Regions from separate parts of the Mus musculus genome. Here region 2 is linked to region 1. Evidence: chromatin contacts called from public HiChIP or PLAC-seq data. All regions are on one chromosome and are shown on one strand. The core of a region is the stretch at or near the end of the contact, and the rest is flanking DNA. Distances in the headings are between cores, read along the strand shown. Region 1 overlaps Parva (parvin, alpha). Region 2 has its middle 17 kb from the start of Gm33659.

Region 1 (5,102 bases), core at 1,045-3,544:
ACAGTGAAACAAGTTTTAATTGGTCTAAGGTAGGTTTCAACTTTCCTTTTATTTATTTATTTTTTAAGGCAGGGTCTCACTATGTGGCTCTGGCTGTCCTGGAACTCATATGTAGACCAGGCTGGCCTTGAACTCACAGAGATCCACTTGTCTCTACCTCCTGAGCAGTGGGATCAAAGGTGTGCGGCACTCCGTTCCTCTAAAGCTTTTTCTTCCTTATGTATTTGTGTGTGGGTATGTGTACCTGAATGCAGATGTCCTTGGAAGCCAGAAGAGGTCATCAAACCCCCTGCAGCTGGATTTAGGGAGGGTTGTGGGCCTCCTGATTTGAGTTCTGGGAACTGAACTCAAGCCCTCTGCAAGAACAGAGCATGCTCTTGACCAGTGAGCTGTCTCTGCGGCTCCTGGGGTCAGGAGTATTGACTGGAAAGCTCGGGCCCGTCTTTATTCCTCACTGCAGGACTTAAAAGGCAGTGGTAGTGTACATGCGAACATAGCTGTGAGCCAGGCAAGGATGGAACTCCGGTGATCCCAGCTTGGGAGGTCCATCTGCGAGGATGGATGCAAGTCTCCGCCTGGGACACAGAGTAAGACCTTGTCTCAAAACACTAACAGCAAAGAATGACAGACGAACGGAAAATAGAAAAGAAAATCCTAGTGCTTCAATCATGTGTTAAAAGTGTTTAGCCAACTGGGAAGACGGTTGGGTGGGTAAAGAAGCTTCCTATGCAAGCCTGAAGACCTGAGTTTGACCCCACAACTCACACCGACAAGAATAATCAATACAGCGTTTAGATGGCTGGCTACTCTTTTCTGGTTGTTACTGGTCTTGGTGCCTTTCAGGTGTGGTCTCATTTTTCAGCAGCTTGGTGTACTGTATGACAGAGTCACACCCTGCTAGAAGGTATTCAAACCGTTTCCTATTGCCAGGCACTTAAGCTTTTTGTAACGATTTACTGCTCCAAACAATGGTGCATTAAGCCTGCTTGCAAACAAATAAAAGTATCCTATTTCAGTTTACCAGCCCCATGAATTCCTTCTTTATTATTTTTTTAGGTAGAATATAAAATAATGTATTTCATCATAGTGTATGTGTATATATATACATGTATATGTGTTATAAGACTAAACTTTGTTCATATTCCCTGTGGCTGTCTTCATCTGCCCACCTTCCTTCTGCTGGTCTCCGTTACCAACCATAAATTCTTAGAAGTAGAATTGCTGTCTCAAGTTTTTTGAGTTTGAATTTAGCTATATATGTCCAGCTTGGTATTCAGGAAGGAGATGCAGGTAGTGGGGTGGCTATAAGCAAATATCCCTATACTTTATATTTCAGGGCTAAAAACAATTGTTTTTTTTTCTTCCTATGAATTCAGTCCTGCCTTCTGCATTCAGAAGGCAAGGCAGAAAGCCTGGCATTTGCCGAAGACTCTGTATAGCAAGATTTTGTTGTTGGTTTGGAGAGAGAGAGAGAGAGAGAGAGAGAGAGAGAGAGAGAGAGAGAGAGAGAGAGAGAACGAGAATGAATCAGTATACAGTCCAGGCTAGTCATGAACTTGTCACCCTCCTGCCTCAGCCTCTGAAATTCTGTGATTATAAGCATGTGGCATCCATACCTGGTTTGATGCAGCGAAGTCTGAGGCTAGCCTAGACTACATAGTGAGATTCTGACTCAAAAAAATTAAAACTTAATACAGAATTATAACTTTTCTTGTGAAGAAGACCTGTCATTTGAGTCCCCCTGAGCTCTGGTTTTGTTGGGGATGTGCCCATACATTTCTAAGTGATGAATTCCTAAGATCCTGTCTCCAGCATTTAGTGTTCACAGACATTTCTGGAGTTCAAGGCAAAAGGCCTTTGTGTTTCTAGCATTCCCTCTTCTCCCAGGCCGACTGCCTCTGGTTTCCCAGCCTTTGCCGACTGGGCTCTCTCTTGACTTTTGGGATAAATATTTAGAGATTGTGTGTTCTTGTGGCATGCTTGCCTTTGATGCAGAGGGTCCAGGGTTCTGATTGGAGGAAGCCTCTAGCCCTATGGAGATCCAAAGCTGCCAGCCAGTCGGAGCCCCTCTGCCTCTCCAGTTCTTGCAGGCAGGCGCCCTGGAAGGTTTGCAGGGCTCTCCTGCCCTCCTGCAGTGCACTTGGCTAGAGATGAGACTTAAGACTGATTTCCTTTTAGGGATAATTGTGCAGCCAACCAGCAGCAGAAAACCCAGTGACAGGGATAATGACATCCAGGGCCTTGAGAAGGAGCAGAGAGAAGGGCAGAGTGACTCATGAGCCCCTGCATCCTCCCAGAACATTCCAAGAACTGCCTGCCTGCTGAGTTCACACCCGGAGACTATTATCCTACCAGGGGCAGCAAGGCCAACTGCTGAGTGTTAGCCCCAGGGAGGGGATTGCAGATGCCCTGGAAGGAACAGCCCTGGAGTTGAATTTCCATCTTGGGAAGGAGACACACCACACTTTCCTCTTCAGCCTAGCTTCTAGGGACTGGTCCTCTGGAGGGACACAGACCTCAGAGCTGCTTGGGCCTGGCCATATCATTTGTTTCTTTGAATGTCAGTTTTCCATCTTCTAAACAGGGATCAAAAGGCCTTGAAGCAATGTTGGGGAGCGACTGAAGAAGGGTATTGTTTGACATGAGCACAGCCTTGTCAAGAACCCCAGTGTCTCAGACCCATGGAAGTGGCAAAGCGTTCCCTGGGTGAGGCTCAGAGGATGGTAGAACCTTCCTCTTGTCCATGTGTGGATACTCACAGTCGCTCCAGAAAATGCCCACTGTAACTTTCTCCCTGCTCCGCGTGCTGATGTCCTGAAGACTGCTCCCCTACACAGGCTGCTTGTGTGGAGACTAGCTAAGCCTGCCTCCTTGTTTGCCTGTGTATAATAAACATGCTGATCGTCTCTGTCAGGCCTAATCCCAGCTTTTCTCTGTATGTGTGTATTATTTCTATACAAGGATGCAACAGAGCGGTCTCTAACACAGCTAGTAATGAGTTCATGTTGGGGTCTTGGCATGCCACACAAAAATGTGTGCTGTTACTGTGCTGGTGTTTCAACCTTCCCTTTGGCCTCACCCTCCCCTAAAGCTTGGAATATACTGTAAAGAGCTTGCAGAGGTCACAGTTATATGAAATGTATATTACACAGAAAGATAGATTCATTGGATCCCATTAAATGACTAGCTGTGAGGTAGGATTTTGCTATTTTAATTACACTTATTTACTGTATGCTGTACATGCATGAGGGGTCAGAGGACAGCTTACAGGAGTCAATTCTCTCCTTCTGCTAAGTAGATCCAGGGGACCAAACTCAGGTCATCAGCCTTGGTGGCAAGCTCCTTTACCAGCTGTGCCTCTTGGTGGCCTCAGGCTTTGCTTTTATCTCCTTCTGTGTACTGAGTTACAGAGCTGGAGTAATCAGCTCACTGTAAGTGGTGGGGCCAGCATAGCATTCAAAGCAAGGCTGTCAACTCTAGGACCTAATGTCCCCTAACCATTAGGTTATCCTGCCTCTCAGCGTATCTACGTTTCCATAGGAGAGTTTTCAAGTATGAGCCAGGAAAGGATGTTTTTCTTATTCTCTTAATTAAAACAAAACAAAACAAAACAAAACAAAACAAAACAAAGAAAAAAAACCCAACTGTTACTTTTCTCAGGATAACAAGATAACATAAAGAAATGGAACTGTATACAGGAGTCTGTGTAGATTGAGTTGGGGCAGCTTTGAGGTTCTTGATTTTTGCAGACTGGATGTCCTGGGTATATGTTTGTTCCACAGCTTGGCTTTCCTGGGGCTCCAGTTGGACAACTGGAGTCAAGCTGGTTTGCACCCAACTCTATTAGATGAGTTCCGTGTGTGTGTGTGCGTGTGTGTTCCTATCTATTCATTCTAACATTCTTTTCTTATCTGTCAAGGCTTCATAACAGACACCTCACCTCACAGGCCAGGGCTGCACACACCCTGAGTCACCATCACAGACACAATCACACTTGGCACTTAGCTTATTCATCCCCAGTATTTCCCATGGGTTTTACTACTGTAGTTTTTTTTTTTCATATGAATACACATTTCTATGAACCGCCCCCCCCCCCATGGCATTTCCGGTTGCCATGCTCCCGTGAACAGGGGGATGACTTTAATTGACTGTGATGGAATAATATTCTGCCTGGAAGACATGCTGTAGCTTGCCAACTGTTCCTCCAGTAGTTAAATCTCCATGTATTTGCCATTACAGAAATGCTATGGGTATAGCTTTGTTTCTAGAAATATTTTCCCACATGTAATATTACTTCTGTAAGGGTTGATTTCATGGGATGGAATTACTGAGTTAAACATTAAGAAATTAGAAATTTCCCCCCTTCTCTGGTGGTGGTGGTGACTAATTATTTATTTTTTTAACACTCTTGCTGCATAGCCCAGATTGACCTCAAATCAAGATCCCTCTGTCCTGGGCTCCTAACTACTTGAATTGCCACAGAGCCCAGTTTACTTTGTGAAGCCTAGGCTAGTATAAACTTCTCTTATAGCTGAAGCTGACCTTGAACTCGTGATCTTCCTGCCTCTACCTTCTGAAGTCTGAGATTATAGGCATGCCCCACCATGCCTGGCTCACATGTTTCCCAAGCTGACTTTCTGGGCTGCTGGCGTGTCTCCATCAGAGTGCATGGCACGTCTGACACCCCCCCCCCCAGCTGCTCTCTGTGCGTACCTGTCATTTCTTCACTCCCCGTCTTCTCAGTCGAGTCAGTTCCAAAGCTGTTCAGGTTGTGGCACTTGACCCACTGGGCCAATTCCCCCATCCTCTGGCTCATACATCCCTCATTAGATACTAACAAATTATTTTCTAAGATATGTGGCAATGCACACTCCTGCAGCCCTCTGCCAGAGCACCGGGTTAAGGGTGCCCTTTCTGCCTTTGTTCGTAAAGTTTAGTTAATGGGAACAGTCTTAATTGCTTTTATTGGCATTTCTTTGATGACCGGCAAGGTTAAACATTTTCTGTGCTTATCACCACTTCCATGTTCTTTATACTCTGATGAGCACTAGAGTGAAAACTTAAGACTTTGAACAAACTTCAAAGTACCTTAAATCGGAGGC
Region 2 (5,102 bases), core at 1,237-3,736, 710 kb after region 1:
GCCACTCTGCTGTAAATCTGCTCTGGGGGAGGACAGCGACATTACCAGGAGATTTTTCTCCATTTGAAAATGTTACCGCTCACCCAGGGAAAGCCAGAGGACGGCATGGGGACAGTTGGAACCAAAAGCTCTGACATTTCTTCGCTGACAGACACTGTCAATGAATTCAGAAGCTCCACTGCTTTATACAGCATTGAGTTAGGGAAATGGCCTATTACAAAGAGGCCAAAGACAGGCTGTCAACGCCTAGGTTTCTGCTACATTTCTTTTGTCAAAGACTGCCAGAAAGAAGGGTATATGTAGAAATGTCAGTGGCATTGATCAAGACACATCCATGATCTGTTTTTAGGATAATAGGTTCATACTACTGAGTTCTGTGTGCCCAGAACTCGACTTGGGAAACATTATTAGATCCCCACAAAGTCCCTAAGAGAAGTATCACCCCACTTTGCAGATGAGCAAACTGAGCTGCCAGAAGTAAAGTGACTTGTGGTCTCACTGAACCTGGTAGTGAGCAGAATAGGGCTCCAGTCCACAGGGTCAAGACGGCACCATCAGAAGGATGAGAGATGGGTTGGATGTAGGCAGCAGAAGGAGAGGCGACTATGTGTGGTGTCTCCAGCAACAGGACTGTCAGCCAGGAGGAAGTCCAGTGACTGTGAACATTGCCCTGAAGGTTTTCGTCTGAAGCACTCGCTACTCAAACACTCATCACCCCGCCTCTTAAAGTGCTCACAAAACCTTGTGTACAAATAAAGTTATGATTCCTGCTTTCCAGATACAGAACCTAGCACACAGTAGGTGCTCAATATATCAGAGCTATCACCCGTGTGCAACGCTGCTTCCACGTCTCATAGTAGTCACTCAAACAAGAACATATCGCGGCAGGCTTTCCCGAGCACTGCAGACCATCTGCAGAAGGCTGCCTCAGCTGCACAAACTGCCTGCCCTAGGGTCTAAGATATGTTGACACTGACTGTACACTCCCTCTAGTGGCAGTACCGTGTACCCTTCCTCAACTGCTTTGATTTTTTTTTTCCTTTAAAAAACATTTTATTTATTCTGATTAGGGAATGCCATGCATGTTGGAATGTGTGCATCCCTGTGCCACAGAGTGCATATGGCATTCTTTCCACCATGGGCTCAAACTTGCATCACCAGACTTGTGAGACAAAGCACCTTCACCTGCCAGGATGTCTGGCGAGCCCTTGTTTTACTTTTCCATGGAGAGGGCAGATCTGACTAACTGGCAAAATGAATGATGTATGTGGCTGGTGCATCAACGCTGGTCATCAGAATTGCTATGGAGACACAGAAAGCAACCCACAAAGTGTTATGGTCACTGCTAAGTGTTCCTGGGAGATTGCCATGTGTGGGCATGCAGCTTACTTTGACATGCAAAATGCCACAACCAAACTTGAATTAGACAAAATTACCATCTCCCAGGTTTTGTTTGTTTGTTTGTTTCTTTGTTGGATATTTTTTAGTGGAAACAATGTATCTGGCACCATGCAATAGTGGAAACAATGTATCTAGCACCATGCAATGTCATCCTCTCAGAAGCTATATGACCCGAACCCAGAGCCTGGGCCCTAGCGCGTTGTGCTCAAAGAACCCTAAGTCAGTTCAGATATCTAGGGTGCAAACCTACTCCTCATCTATGGAACTAGGGGTGACATGTGGGGGTGTGGAGGTGCTAGTGCCATGGCACTTGTGTAGGAGTCAGAGTACACCTTGCAGGAACTTATGGTCACCTTCTAGCATGAGGGCCCTTGGACTTGAACTCGGGTCTGAAGACTTGGTAGCAAGCCCGTTATCTACTGAGCCATTTCATGGAGCCCATGGTTTGTTTTCCTTTTAAGGTTTGAGTTCTTCATGTATCATACGGTTGAATGATCTTTGGTGCAAATATTTTCTCTGTGTATTATTTGCCTTTTATCTTTACATTGTTGTTTCACATTTTTAACTAGCTTAACATTAATTATAGCCTCTAATTTTAAATGGTTTGTAATATCCCTCCTTTGCATGGGAACTGAGATGCTTGTCTCCAGGGAAGCGCGTCCGTTCTGTTTTGCTTCTTCTCACTCTTAGCTTTGAGATCTGCTCCTTTTAGGCTGGGTGCTGCTACCAGATTCCACTCTGCCCATGGGGAGTAAGTCCTCGTGGTTAGAGTGCCTGTTGTGGGTCCATATCAGTCTCAGGGTGATGGCACGGTGCAGGTCTGTGAACAGAGCTTTTGTACCGGAGCGCCCATATCACATGAAGCTGAGCTTTTGGTGGTAGCCCTTTGCGTGGCTGTGCTGTCTGGCCAGGTCGCTTCACCATCTGGGAACCTTCTTTTGTTCTACCAAAGACGAGATGCAGACACATTAGGATAGAACAGCCAAATGCCAAACTCAGTTTGGAAATTCCTTACTTTAGTCTGATGTTCAAGATGATCTCATTTTTAGTGAGTCAGGAAAAGGAGTGGCGCTATATTAAACGTCTCATTGCAAATCACACTTGGCTAGATGTACCAGAAACTCGGTAGCCATTAAGAGGACTGGAGTATCCCTGCTTAGAAAGACAGGGGGCTGGCTTTTGTCTATCTTTCTCTTTTTTATTACTTTCATTTTTCCCTCTTTCTTTCCTCTTCTTTCCTTCACTTATTTAGTTGTTTTTGCTTTTGTTTTGAGACCGGGCTTATGAAGCAGCAGCTGACCTTTATCTTGCTGTGTAGCTCGGAGTGAACTTGAATTCTCAGTCTTATGGACTCTTCTTCCCAAGTGCTGGGTTCATAGATATGTGTCTGACTGTCCGGACATATTCTAATTTTTCCCAATAGATTTTTGTGTATATTTGTTCCTACAAAGAATATAAACCAGTTTACCTTCTCCTTTTGTGAGGGAGAGAGAGAGAGAGAGAGAGAGAGAGAGAGAGAAAGAGAGAGATTGAGCACTTTGGGAAAGTTAGAGATTGTCAGGTCTCACACAGCATGACCTCAGATCAAAGGAAAGGAAGAAAGGAGACTCCTATCCGGTACCCTCTAGCTATAAGCTGTGTCCTCCAGGTAGGCAGCTGCATGAAGTGGCTAATCACTGGCTTCTTCCACATTGGTCACAAGCAAGAGTTCAGGTTCTGGTCTCCAAGAGGCTGGGCTTGACTCACACCCCAGCTGCACTACTAACAGGCAGTGTGAGCATACAACAGTCAGGCTCGTCTGCAGCATACTGCTCATGTGTACTAAGCTTTGGCTCTCGGGGAAGGTGAGAGTACATGGTATAAATAATGCAGTAGATAGCCTGAAGTCAAAAACCCTCAAAGCCTATTGGCAAAAGATTGCAAACTAGGCTGTGTTTAAAGCAGTTGGCCTTAGAGCACTGAACCTACATTTGAACTAGGGTACCCAAATATTTTATCTGTTAGGTAATGTCTAAGATCATGGAAGTTTCTGGAGGTTTCCAAAGACACATCCACTGACTTCTGAGATGTTTTAGACACCACACACAAGTCATTCATGACTCTCTGAGCAGGTGCCACATGTCTTACTTGTCCTAGCTGGAAACAGCCTTTGACGTGAGAGGCAATGGTGGTCTCCTAAGGATGTGGAGGGTTTCCTGGAGACTGGACAGAGAATCTAGTGCTGCTTCTCCAGGCAGACCACAAGCCACTAGGCCTTAATCCAATCGTAGTAGTCAGCTTGCCATGCTATGGCCCTCTCCCGTGGGTGTTTTCTGCTTGTGTTACAGTCACTCGTGGCCCATGTGGATAAGAGTTTGCTGTTCTCACAACCACCTTGAGGCTAGACCTACCTGTGCAGAGCCAGCCAGACAACTCCAGGAGTAAATGAGGAGGTCAGTGCCACAGAGGTGCTCACGGGTTGTTCTCCAGAGCATGGAGGTTTGCCGCTGCCTTAAATGTCCCACAAACCCCAGGGTGTTAGCTAGCTAGGCTAGCCCTTTCACAAGTGTTAAAATCACTTCATCTGTTTTTTCCCAATCCTCTTGCTATCATTAAAGCCTCATTCTAAATAACTGTCAAAGAATTGAGAACCTTCTGGAAGGTGGTACATAGTGTTTATTTTGCTTAAACGATGTTTTCTTCATAAGAACTCTCTTGGGCCACAGATCACTTCAAGCCACCTTGACTCTGAGCTCGTCAATAATTGGTGACATTTCTCCCATGTTCATTGTGCTTTTGACACTGCACCAAGTTCTGGATTTGAGTCATATCACTAATTCTCAAGACAAAACTCTACACTGAAGGGTCGTCATCACCCCAGTATAGATGAAACGTGAATTGAAACAGCTGGTCCATGGCTACCCAGAGAAGGCAGACCCGGGGAGTCAACCTCCTCTTGCCCATACTTTCTAAAAAGAGATTTCTTTAAAAGAAAGAAAGAGAGAGAGAGAGAGAGAGAGAGAGAGAGAGAGAGAGAGAGAGAAGGAAGGAAGGAAGGAAGGAAGGAAGGAAGGAAAAGAAAGGAAAGGAAAGGAAAGGAAAGGAAAGGAAAGGAAAGGAAAGGAAAGGAAAGGAAAGGAAAGGAAAGGAAAGGAAAAAAACACCACCACCATCACCATTTTGGCTTTTAGAGATTCAGAAATCAGCCTGCCTCTGCCTCCCAAGAACTGGGATTAAAAGTATATGCCACCATGGCTGGACACTCTTCTTTAAATGTGTGTGTGTGTGTGTGTGTGTGTGTGTGTGTGTGTGTGTGTGTGTGTGTGTGTTTATGAATGCAGGCACTTGTGGTGACAGCTCTCTTGGAGCTAGAGCTACAGGTGGTTGTGGACTGCCCGGCATGAGTTCTGGAAACTATTCTTAGGTCCCCTGCAGCGTCAGCCAGTACTTTTAACCACTGAGCCACCGCTCCAACCCAAAGCACACAATCTTAAGCAATATAAAGACAAAATTTGGATAGCTCTAAAAGTCAAATCCCCAGCCTCTAGCACAAGGCAGTCCCGCATGATCAAGGGACATTGGACAGTCAGCTGGCTGGGGAGACTCTGCCTTTCTAAGGACTGTCTTAGAACACCTGTTCCCTTCACTTTCATTGCATCATTCAACTTAGCACACACACACACACACACACACACGCACACGCAAATGCTCTCACATGCACA

Evidence for each region. HiChIP or PLAC-seq counts read pairs in DNA pulled down with a chosen protein or histone mark.
Region 2: a FOXA1 HiChIP or PLAC-seq map of pancreatic cancer cells shows a contact between it and region 1. The contact joins two enhancer-like sites. A contact is called at or near these places in 3 of 115 datasets of contacts at active chromatin or transcription factors (extraembryonic endoderm stem cells, fibro-adipogenic progenitors and pancreatic cancer cells) and 1 of 9 other capture datasets (embryonic stem cells).

Annotation. Positions count from the first base shown.
Region 1 is chr7:112,451,812-112,456,913 of GRCm38.p6, forward strand. All of the region lies in intron 1 of Parva (parvin, alpha), which reads left to right. It overlaps Gm45998 (a long non-coding RNA gene), which reads left to right. Exons shown (of 2, transcript XR_001778261.2): 1 at 1-5,102. Among named protein-coding and RNA genes, the nearest start is that of Gm45998, 3.0 kb to the left of the region's middle. Within about 2 kb of position 2,295, at least 116 of the 459 cell types and tissues checked have an H3K27ac peak or open chromatin away from gene starts, as enhancers often do. A contact at or near this core is called in fibro-adipogenic progenitors and pancreatic cancer cells, where this site is marked.
Region 2 is chr7:113,166,380-113,171,481 of GRCm38.p6, forward strand. No RefSeq gene overlaps it. Among named protein-coding and RNA genes, the nearest start is that of Gm33659, 17 kb to the left of the region's middle. Within about 2 kb of position 2,487, at least 40 of the 459 cell types and tissues checked have an H3K27ac peak or open chromatin away from gene starts, as enhancers often do. A contact at or near this core is called in fibro-adipogenic progenitors and pancreatic cancer cells, where this site is marked.